Regions from separate parts of the Sus scrofa genome. Here regions 2 and 3 are each linked to region 1. The links are chromatin contacts, called in public Hi-C maps. All regions are on one chromosome and are shown on one strand. Each heading gives the region's core, a stretch centred on a gene start, on an enhancer-like site or on the middle of the called end of the contact. The rest is flanking DNA. Distances are from core to core; before and after follow the strand shown. Region 1 has its middle 22 kb from the start of C2H5orf30. Region 2 has its middle 120 kb from the start of NUDT12. Region 3 has its middle 140 kb from the start of C2H5orf30.

Region 1 (3,345 bases), core at 474-2,973:
TTTAATTTATACTTGTGAAAATTTTTTGGAAAACTATGGGAAAATGCTCTGTAAATTTGAAGGCATTTTAAAAATATACGTGTCGTGAAAATAATGGGTACAGCATTAAAAGTTGATCTCACTAAGACTGTTTGACCTACTCATTTTTTTAAAAAAGGCTCTTTGTCATTAGATTAATGATGTGTGATAATCAGATTCCCTGATTCAGCAAAGGAAGAGTTGTTCTCTTCCAAACCATTCAGGTAGTGAAGTATTAACTTTATGGGAAATAACCAAGAAGTAATGAGGCAAACGTTTCCATCTGGTTCATTATTTTATAACAATATCACCTGTGAATTCTTACATAGTACTTAACTGAACTAGCAATTATAAATGTTAGAGTATACTTCATTACGGTTGGTGAAATACCAGACAAATTTTTTTCTCACTTGTATTAACTTTACAATACTTATAAATGAGGAAGAAAACGTATCTGAGTAAATAATAAAATGATTTTGAGTTACATCCTCCTAGCATCAACTAGATGGCTGGTGGAGATATTAATAACCCCATAAAATGACAAGCAGCTTGTAGAGAAGTGAGGAAGCAGAGATTTTAAGACATTTAGCATTCCTCACTTGGTTGATAATATTCCCTTAGAATGAAATATAATTGTTATGGGCTGAATAGTGTCCCCTCTCAATTCACATTTTGAAGTCCTAATGCACAGTGCCTCAGAATATAGCTGTATTTGGAGACAGGGTCTTTATTATTATTTTTTGACCACACCCATGGCATGTGGAAGTTTGTGGACCAGGAACAAATCCATGCCATAGCAGCATCCCTGAGCTGCTGCAGTGACAGTGCCAGATCCTTAACTTCACTCCAGAGATAGTGTCTTTGAACAGCTAAGAATGATAAAATAAGGTCAGATATATGGGTGGGTCCTAGTCCAATATGACAGATGTCTTTGTAAGAAGAGAAGATTAAGGAGTTCCCGTAGTGGCGCAGTGGTTAATGAATCCGACTAGGAACTGTGAGGTTGCAGGTTCGATCCCTAGCCTTGCTCAGTGGGTTAAGGGTCTGGCATTGCCATGAGCTGTGGTGTAGGTTGCAGACGCAGCTCGGATCCCAAGTTGCTATGGCTGTGGCGTAGGCTGGCGGCTACATCTCCAATTCGACCCGTAGCCTGGGAACCTCCATATGTCATGGGAGTGGCCCAAGAGAGAAGATTAAGAGAGAGACCTAGTGGAGACCGTCTGTGTACATAGTGAGAAGATAACCTCTGTAAGCCATGGACAGAGGCCTTAGAATAAACCAAACCTGCCATTACCTTGATCTTGGAAAGACCAAAAAAAAAAAAAAAGAAAGAAAAATATATTGATAACTCTTATGTAGGCTTGTATGTGTTTCATGTTTTAGTTATCTACTCTTATATATGATTTTTATCTAATAAAAAATAAAGTTTATGTGGCTTACTCAGAGGTGGGTTCCTAAATCTGAAAGTTTTGAATGATACTAATTAGAAAAACAGTAGAATATAATAAGCAGTGAGGTTTGGAGCTAGATAGCCTGGGATCATCAAGTCTTGGTCCTGCCACTGAATAAATCATCTATAAAATAGGTACGTAACTAATACCAATAGTAGGGCTTTTGTGAAGATTAAATGAATTAATGAATGTAAAGATGTATAATACATACACTGAATTTGCAATTCATGTATCCAACACCAGATGGCAGTGTGGCCATCCAAGGTTAAGTTGCCTCTCTATACAGTCAGATGGGTGAGTCAGCATGAGTATCTGAAACAGCGGGTAACCAAAATGAAACTAAGATGCTTTTAAAATCTCTGCAAAAATTCTATATAAGGTCACAGAAATATCCACAAAATACTTTTTTTTTTAAAGAAAGGAAACACTTAAGTAATACACATCTGATTATCATTAGTTGATTTCTGTCACTAATTACTCAAATCTTGGCTCCATGGTTTTCTAGCTGAGTAAGTTTGGACAAGTCAGCTATCCTTTTTTTGTGTCTTTTTAGGGCCACACCTGTGGCACATGAAGTTCCCAGGCTAGGGGTCAAACTGGAGCTGTAGCTACCAGCCTACTCCACAGCTACAGCAACCCAGGATCTGAGCTGCCTCTGCCTACACTACAGCTCATGGCAACCAGGTGCCTAACCCACTGAACGAGGCCAGGGATCAAACCCACATCTTCATGGATACATGTTGAGTTCGTTGCTGCTGAGCCACAAGGGGATCTCCTATTTACCTATTCCAGGCCTCAGTTTTCTTATCTGTAAAATAATCTATGCATGTAACAAAATGTTGTTGAACTCCTACCTTACATTAGGCATTGTTCCAAGTGTTGGGGACTTAACGCTTAAAAAGGAAAAGAAATCCTTGCCTTAATGATGCCTATACTCTTAAGTCACTAGACTCTAGTGAATAACCAAAGAACCTCTATTATTTAAAGTCAGATACTGGTTGTTTACCAGGATGTTGAAGTGAGACTCTAACTCAGTTTTCACTGAATTCCCAAAGATACAGAACAAAACAGTAGGTTTAAAGTAGCCCTATATTTTGTAACAAGGTATTCGACATAGCATTGATAAAGAACCTGCATGGGGATGGTTAACAACTGCTAACTTCAGTTTAGTGCCTGCCTCAGTCATATAAGAGAGCTTGGAAAGTAAGGATTTTTTTTAAAGATAATTTGTTTGGAGAAAGTTGTTGGAGGACTGCACATCTCCATCACATCACCATAGTGAAGCCTAGGAAATATTCTTTCTCATCTAAATGAAAAAGGGATTTCCAAGAGAGTCACTGGGAGGGCTGACCTGAGTCCTCTGGAGTTGAGGTATAAAAAGACCAGGTAAAGGGCGATGGTTGCTGAGGTCTGAGGTGACAGAGCTGAAAGAAGAGAGCTGCACTAGGAGCAAAGTTCATTGCTGTAGCCCACTAGCAAAAAGGCACAGATGCTTCTCAAGAGTCAGATGTGCATTGTGAAGGGTCCCTATCTGGAAGGACAATGTGTTATCCTCTGTTAAAATATAAACTGAGGCATGGAGTTCCTGTCGTGGCTCAGTGGTAATGAATGTGACTAGTATCCATGAGGACAAGGGTTCAATCCCTGGTCTCACTCAGTGGGTCAAGTATCCCGAGTTGCCGTATGCCATGATGTAGGTTCCAGACATGGCTCAGATCTTGTGTTGCTATGGCTGTGATGTAGGCCAGCAGCTGCAGCTCTGATTCTACCCCTAGCCCAGGAACTTCCATATACTGTGGGTGCCGCACTAAAAAAGAAAGAGGGGTAATAAAATGTCCAAGAGGTTAGTTGAGCAAACATCAATTGAACCCAGGCA
Region 2 (3,345 bases), core at 412-2,911, 230 kb after region 1:
CTACTATATATAAAATAGGTCAACCACAAGGTTCTGCTTTATAGCACAGGGAATTATACTCAATATCTTGTAGCAAAGTATAATGGGAAAGAATCTGATAGAGAATATATATATATAACTGAGTCACCATGATGTATACTTGAAACTAACACAATATTGTAAATTAACTTTACTTCACTTTTTGAAAATGGGCATAATAATGTTAACCACCTCAGTGGATTGTTGAAATTAAAATTCCGTTAAGTGCTTAACAGAGTCCTATTTTGTTCATAATAAGTCCTTAATAAATATTTGCTGTTTTTACTGTAATACTTTCTTCCCATTTTTAATAAAATTTGACAATAGAAAAGAATCATCTTTCAGAGTTCCCTTGTGACACAGTGGGTTAAGGATCCAGTATTGTCATTGCAGTGGCCTAGGTCACTCCTTTGGTGCAGGTTTGATTCTGGCTCAGGAACTTCCACATGCCACAGGAACAGCCAAAAAAAAAGAAGAAAAAAAAAAAAAAGAACCATCTCTCATATCTCACTTCTCTCTTCTCTTAATTTAGTATTATAAGTTTTATAAGTAACAGTTGGTCTTCACTATTCATAAATTCCCTACTTGCAAATTAACCTACTTTCTAAAATTGATTCATAAAACCAAAATCAATGTAGCACTTTGATGATCATTCATGGATATGCTTAAAGTTGCAAAAATTTGAGTTGTCTAGTCTATATTCCCAGCTGAGGCTGAACAAAGTAGTACTCTGTCTTCTTGTTTCAGTTCTTATTCTTTAGTGTCCTTTTTTTAGTCCATTTAGTGCCACATTTCTGTCTTTTTATGAGGCTTTTTCTTGGTAATTTTGCTTTTCAAACTTCCTTCACTGGCAGTGCTGAATTTCTGGTTAGTGTTCCTAAATGCAGGAAGGCTGTGATGTGCCTCATGGAGAAAATATGTACATATCTCATCTTACTGCCCTTCACTTTATTGTGTTTCACAGATTCTGCATTTCTTACAAGGTGAAGATTTGTGGCAATCCTGTGTTAAGCAAGTCTATCAGCCTCATTTGCCAAAAGCATTTGTTTACCTCATGTCTCTGTGTCACATTTTGGTAATTCACATAAAATTTCAAACTTTGTTATTATTATATATTTGTCATGGTGCTCTGTGATCAGGAATCTTTGATATTACTATTACAATTGCTTAGGGGCTCCATAAACTGTGTCCATATAAGATGATGAACTTAGTGAATAAATATTCGGTATGTTCAGACTGCTCCACCAACAGCTGTTCCCCTCCTCCCCCATCTCTCTCCCTCTTCTGGGGCGTCCCTATTCCCTGAGACACAGCAATATTGAAATTAGGCCACCTAACAACCCTTCAATGGCTTCTATGTGTTCAACTGAAAGGAAGAGTCACATATTTCTTATTTTAAACCAAAAGCTAGAAATGATTCAGCTTAATGAGGAAGGCACATTGAAAACCAAGATAGGCCAAAAGCTAGGCTTCTTGTGCCAAATAGCCAAGTTGCGACTACAAAGAAAATGTTCTTAAAGGAAATAAAAACTGCTACTCCAGTGAACACATGAATGATAAGAAAGTGAAACAGTCTTATGCTGATACGGAGAAAGTTTTAGTGGTCTGAATAGATCAAACCAGACACAACATTGCCTTATGGCAAAGTCTAATCTAGAGAAAGGCCCTACCTCTCTTCAGTTCTTTGAAGGCAGAGAGATATGAGGAAGCTTCAGGAGAAAAGTTTGAAGCTAGCAGAGGTTGGTTCATGCAGTTAAAGGAAAGAAGCCATCTCCATAACATAAAAAGACAAGGTGAAGTAGCAGGTGCTGATGTAGAAGTTGTAGGAAGTTATCCAGAGGATCTACCTAAGATCATTAACGAAGTTGGCTACACTATAGATTTTTCAGTGTGAAACAGCTTTCTATTGGAAGAAGATGTCATCTAGGACTTTCATAGCTAAAGAGGAGAAGTCAGTGTTTGGCTTCCAGCTTCAAAGGATAAGTTGACTCTCTTGTTAGGCTCTTAAGGCAGCCGATGACTTGAAATTGAAGCCCATGCTCATTTATTATCTGAAAATCCTAGGACACTTAAGAATTATGCTAAATCTATTCTGCCTGTGCTATATGAATGGATAACAAAGCCTGGATAACAGCATATCTGCTGACAATATGATTTATTGAATATTTTGAGACCCACTTTTCAGAAAGATTGCTTTCAAAATATTTACTGCTCATTGACAGTGCACCAGGTTACCCAAGAGCGCTGATGGAGATAACATTGAAATTGATGTTTTTTTCATGCCTGCTAACATGATCCATTCTGATTCTGTTGAATCAGAGTAATTTAGACTTTCAAGTCTTACTATTTAAGAAATACATTTCATAAGACTATCTCTGATACAGATAGTGATTTCTCTAATGCATCTGAGCAAAGTCAATCGAAAACCTTCTGGAAAGGATTCACCATTCTTTTTTTGGCGGCGGGGGGGTGTCTTTTTAGGGCCATGCCCACTGCATATGGAGGTTCCCAGGCTACGGGTCAAATTGGAGCTGTAGCCACTGACCTGTGCCACAGCCACAGCAATGCCAGATCCAAGCTGCATCTGCAGCCTACACTACACTTCACAGCAACACTGGATCATTAACCCACTGATCAAGGCCAGGGATCGAACCTGTGTTCTCATGGATACCAGTCAGATTTATTTCCAGTGAGCCACGACAGGAACTCCAAGGATTCACCATTCTTAATGCCATTGAGAACATTCATGATTCATGGGAAGAGGTCAAAATATCAACATTAACAGGAGTTTGGAAGAAGTTGATTCCAACACTCATAAATGCCTTTGAGGGGTTCAGGACTTCAGTATAGGAAGTAACTGCAGATGGGGTGGAAATAGCAAGAAAACTAGAATTAGAAGTGGAGCTCGAAGATGTGACTGAATCACTAGAGATCTCATGATAAAACATTCACAGATGAAGAGTTGCTTCTTGTGCATGAGCAAAGACAGTGTTTTCTTGAGATGCAATTTACTCGTGGTAAAGATGACCAGAGATTTAAAATATTACACAAACTTATTTGATAAAGCAGTGGCAGAGTTTGAAACAACTGACTCCAATTTTGAAAGAAGTTCTACTGTGGGTAAAATGTTATCAATAGCATTGCATGCTACAGAGAAATTGTTCGTGAACGAGTCAGTTGATGCAGCAGATTTCACTGTTGTCTTATTTTAAGATATTGTCACAGCCACCCCAGCCTTCAGCAACCACCACCATGATCAGTCAGCAGGCATTATCATACAGGCAAGATCTTTCACCAGCAAAAATACCATGACTCACTAAAGGCTCA
Region 3 (3,345 bases), core at 384-2,883, 160 kb after region 1:
TTTTTTTTTGGTCTTTTTTTGTTGTTGTTGTTGCTATTTCTTGGGCTGCTCCCTCGGCATATGGAGGTTCCCAGGCTAGGGGTCAAATCGGAGCTGTAGCCACCGGCCTACGCCAGAGCCACAGCAACGCGGGATCCGAGCCGCGTCTGCAACCTACACCACAGCTCACGGCAACACCGGATTGTTAACCCACTGAGCAAGGGCAGGGACCGAACCCGCAACCTCATGGTTCCTAGTCGGATTCGTTAACCACTGCACCACGACGGAAACTCCTCTTTGCTCATGTTTAAAATGGTGATAACCATACTATCTATTTTATTGGGAGAATTACATTTTTAAAAGTCTGTGTAGGGCTTAACGTCACACCTGGCACACACACAGTTATTTATTTATTTATTTATTTATTTTTTCTTTTGTTGCTTATGCTTTTTGGTGTCATATTTAAGAAACCACTACCACACCCAAGGTTTTTTTTTTTTTGTTTGTTTGTTTGTTTGTTTGTGTCTTTTTGCTATTTCTAAGGCCACACCCATGGCATATGGAGGTTCCCAGGCTAGGGGTCGAATCGGAGCTGTAGCCACTGGCCTACGCCAGAGCCACAGCAACGCGGGATCCGAGCCGTGTCTGCAACCTACACCACAGCTCACGGCAACGCCGGATCGTTAACCCACTGAGCAAGGGCAGGGACCGAACCCGCAACCTCATGGTTCCTAGTCGGATTCGTTAACCACTGCGCCACGACGGGAACTCCCACACACACAGTTATTGACACTGAATACTCCTTGAGCACCTTACTGTCTGCCAAGAACTATGCCAGAGAACTTTGGCATAGTTTAATCACCACATCAACCCATGCTTCCCAAAGAGAAAACTGAGGCTCATAGAAGTTAAATAGCATGCTCAGTGTTGTACTCATTGGGGTGCTAGGAATTTGGACCTGTATCTGTCTTTTTATATATCATGTGGCCTCCCTGGGATGTCAGTGCCCAAACTGTTGAATCCATTACACAGCCATGTCCCTAATAATAAATACTTCACAGTACGTTATTGGGGAGATAAAATGCAAGAACATTTATCAAAGCAGAGATGTATTTAACCCCCTGTACATATCTCCTCCTCCGTGTTCTGTGGAGGGCATGCTTGGGTCTCCATCCTGGGGCCTGGCAGGTCTCAGCCGACATGGCACTTTGTAAGAGTAGCTTTTCCTAACCACCATATCTGGGGTTGTTACTCAGGCATGCCATGCTGCATTAAGGTAATAACACACGCAGAAAACATATGTTTGCTTGGGTCACTGCTGGTTACTCCCACTGCATTGTGAGGTATCCGAGAGAGGGCACTTTGCTTTGTTCACAGCTGTTATCTTCAGCACATAGCACACTGCTCAGACATGGGAAGGTCACAATAAACATGTGACTGATTTACAAATGAAAAAGTCTAATTCTTGTGAGAAAGCTGCAATCCTGTTGGACAGACATAATGTTGGAGAAACCACAGGGCTAGGCTTTCAGTACCAGATAAGGGAGGGCGTGGGGAGTAAAAGTTGGCTGAATTCTCTGCCTGTAGGTCCCCTTCATGCCCTTTTGATGTCAGGAGGGAGCTGTCCTAATTCTTTTGCCAGGGAGTGAGGCCTTGAGGTACAGCCCATAGCTAAATATGTCCTAGCTCAGCTTCTGCTTCACCCTTATTAATTCTACTTCATAGCTGGCCAAGGGGAAAGATTAATTTAGTGACCAAGCTTAATAAATAGATGCTTCTGGTCTTACATTTCATGCATTGCTCTCAGAGGCTAAGAGCTCATTGAAGTGCCAGTTTCAAGATGTCAAGGGCAAGCAGCTGGGCATGGGGGAAATGCAGGGATATTTCTGCTGAGCCTTTTATTCCCCAGCCCATCTTGTAATCACCAGAAGTGCAGCAATGACAGGAAAAGCCTTCAACGTCCATTTTCCATACAAACCCCAAACCCACATTTTTTTAGTGTGTGTGTATTTTTTAGGGCTGCACCCATGGCATTTGGAAGTTTTCAGGCCAGGGGTCTAATCAGCACTGCAGCCGCTGGCCTACACCACAGCCACAGCAATGCAAGATCCAAGCTGCATCTGAGACCTAACACCCCAGCTCACAGCAATGCTGGATTGGATCCTTAACCCACTGAGCAGGGCCAGGGATTGAACCTGTGTTCTCATGGATACTAGTTAGGTTTGTTATCACTGAGCCACAACAGGAACTCCTTTTTTTTTTTTTTTTTTTTTTTTTTTGGTCAAAATCCACATTTCTGTATCAGATCACCTGTGTGTGGCCCTATAAGCATATCAAGCCACACTTGCCTAAGGTGTCTGATTGGAAGTTTTTGATTTTTGTCACCATGTACACATTTTGTCATTACATAGTATCGGTAGAGATTTCTTATCTCTTCCCTCTGAAAAGCCTCGGCAAAGAGTTTCCACTTTGGAAGAAGCTTGTTTCCGGGCAGCCATCTCCAGGGAAAGTGGAGTGAGAGGTACTAGACAGTAAACAACATCATGTCCCACAGGGACTGAGGTGACCTGAATAAGTTCCTGAGCAATCCTGCAATAGCAGCATAATCATTACAGTGTGTGTGTGAGCCCATGTCTATGTGTAATTGTAATGTATAATTAATACAGAACTAAAATTAACTCCTGGGTGAAAGAGACTGGAAGGCTGAAAAGGCTGAGGAATATTAACCTCTGAGATGCAGCTTGTTTACAGCAAACCTAGGATCACAGTGCTCTTGGTTCCAGTGGGTATGTGCCTGGGTTTGGGGTTACTTTCGTTAAGATTTCAGCCTTGAGGAATAAGGACTTTGCATCTTATCCACTCCCCATTCCCTCCAGCCCCAAGAGAAAACCTCTGTCTCATTGAACCTTGTCCTCAGGCCACCTTAGTACTTTGGTTTTTCTAGATAATGTATTTTCCTCAAGTAGGAAGACTGACAAAGCAAACAGAAACAGGACATAAACATCCCTTTTCTGGTGCCATTCCTTTGCTCTTTCTTGGCACTGACTTTGCCACGAGTCCATGAAGGTGCGTTGCCCGAGAAGACAGCTGACTCTTGCTCATGAGTACTTCTCCTAGTGCCCTTCATGCTTCTTTTGACTTTAAAGAGAGATGACCACTGGTTGTAGTCATTGTCCTTATTTGTTAATGAAAACTTGACGCTTGGAGCAGCTGTTCCTTGAAACAACTATCAAAGTAACTAAGCTTATTTCTACTTTTCAAACCCAGATTTCACTTTAGCTTTGCATTGTGATTTGTGCCAAGTGCATTACTGAAGAATTTAAAGATGATTTTCACTTTTCTTTCCTAAATGATTGCTTGAAACTT

Evidence for each region. Hi-C and Micro-C count contacts between places; a contact is called where the count stands out from the background.
Region 2: a Hi-C map of fetal liver shows a contact between it and region 1, with 2.1 times the contacts expected there. The contact joins two enhancer-like sites. A contact is called at or near these places in 1 of 5 promoter capture datasets (liver), 34 of 47 Hi-C or Micro-C datasets (adipose tissue, alveolar macrophages, blood and 16 more) and 2 of 2 datasets of contacts at active chromatin or transcription factors (alveolar macrophages and skeletal muscle).
Region 3: a Hi-C map of fetal liver shows a contact between it and region 1, with 2.1 times the contacts expected there. The contact joins two enhancer-like sites. A contact is called at or near these places in 2 of 47 Hi-C or Micro-C datasets (fetal liver and liver) and 1 of 2 datasets of contacts at active chromatin or transcription factors (skeletal muscle).

What each region holds. Positions count from the first base shown.
Region 1 is chr2:108,709,293-108,712,637 of Sscrofa11.1, forward strand. No RefSeq gene overlaps it. Among named protein-coding and RNA genes, the nearest start is that of C2H5orf30, 22 kb to the right of the region's middle. Within about 2 kb of position 1,724, at least 9 of the 83 cell types and tissues checked have an H3K27ac peak or open chromatin away from gene starts, as enhancers often do. A contact at or near this core is called in fetal liver, where this site is marked.
Region 2 is chr2:108,941,125-108,944,469 of Sscrofa11.1, forward strand. No RefSeq gene overlaps it. Among named protein-coding and RNA genes, the nearest start is that of NUDT12, 120 kb to the right of the region's middle. Within about 2 kb of position 1,662, at least 1 of the 83 cell types and tissues checked has an H3K27ac peak or open chromatin away from gene starts, as enhancers often do. A contact at or near this core is called in fetal liver, where this site is marked.
Region 3 is chr2:108,871,563-108,874,907 of Sscrofa11.1, forward strand. No RefSeq gene overlaps it. Among named protein-coding and RNA genes, the nearest start is that of C2H5orf30, 140 kb to the left of the region's middle. Within about 2 kb of position 1,634, at least 9 of the 83 cell types and tissues checked have an H3K27ac peak or open chromatin away from gene starts, as enhancers often do. A contact at or near this core is called in fetal liver, where this site is marked.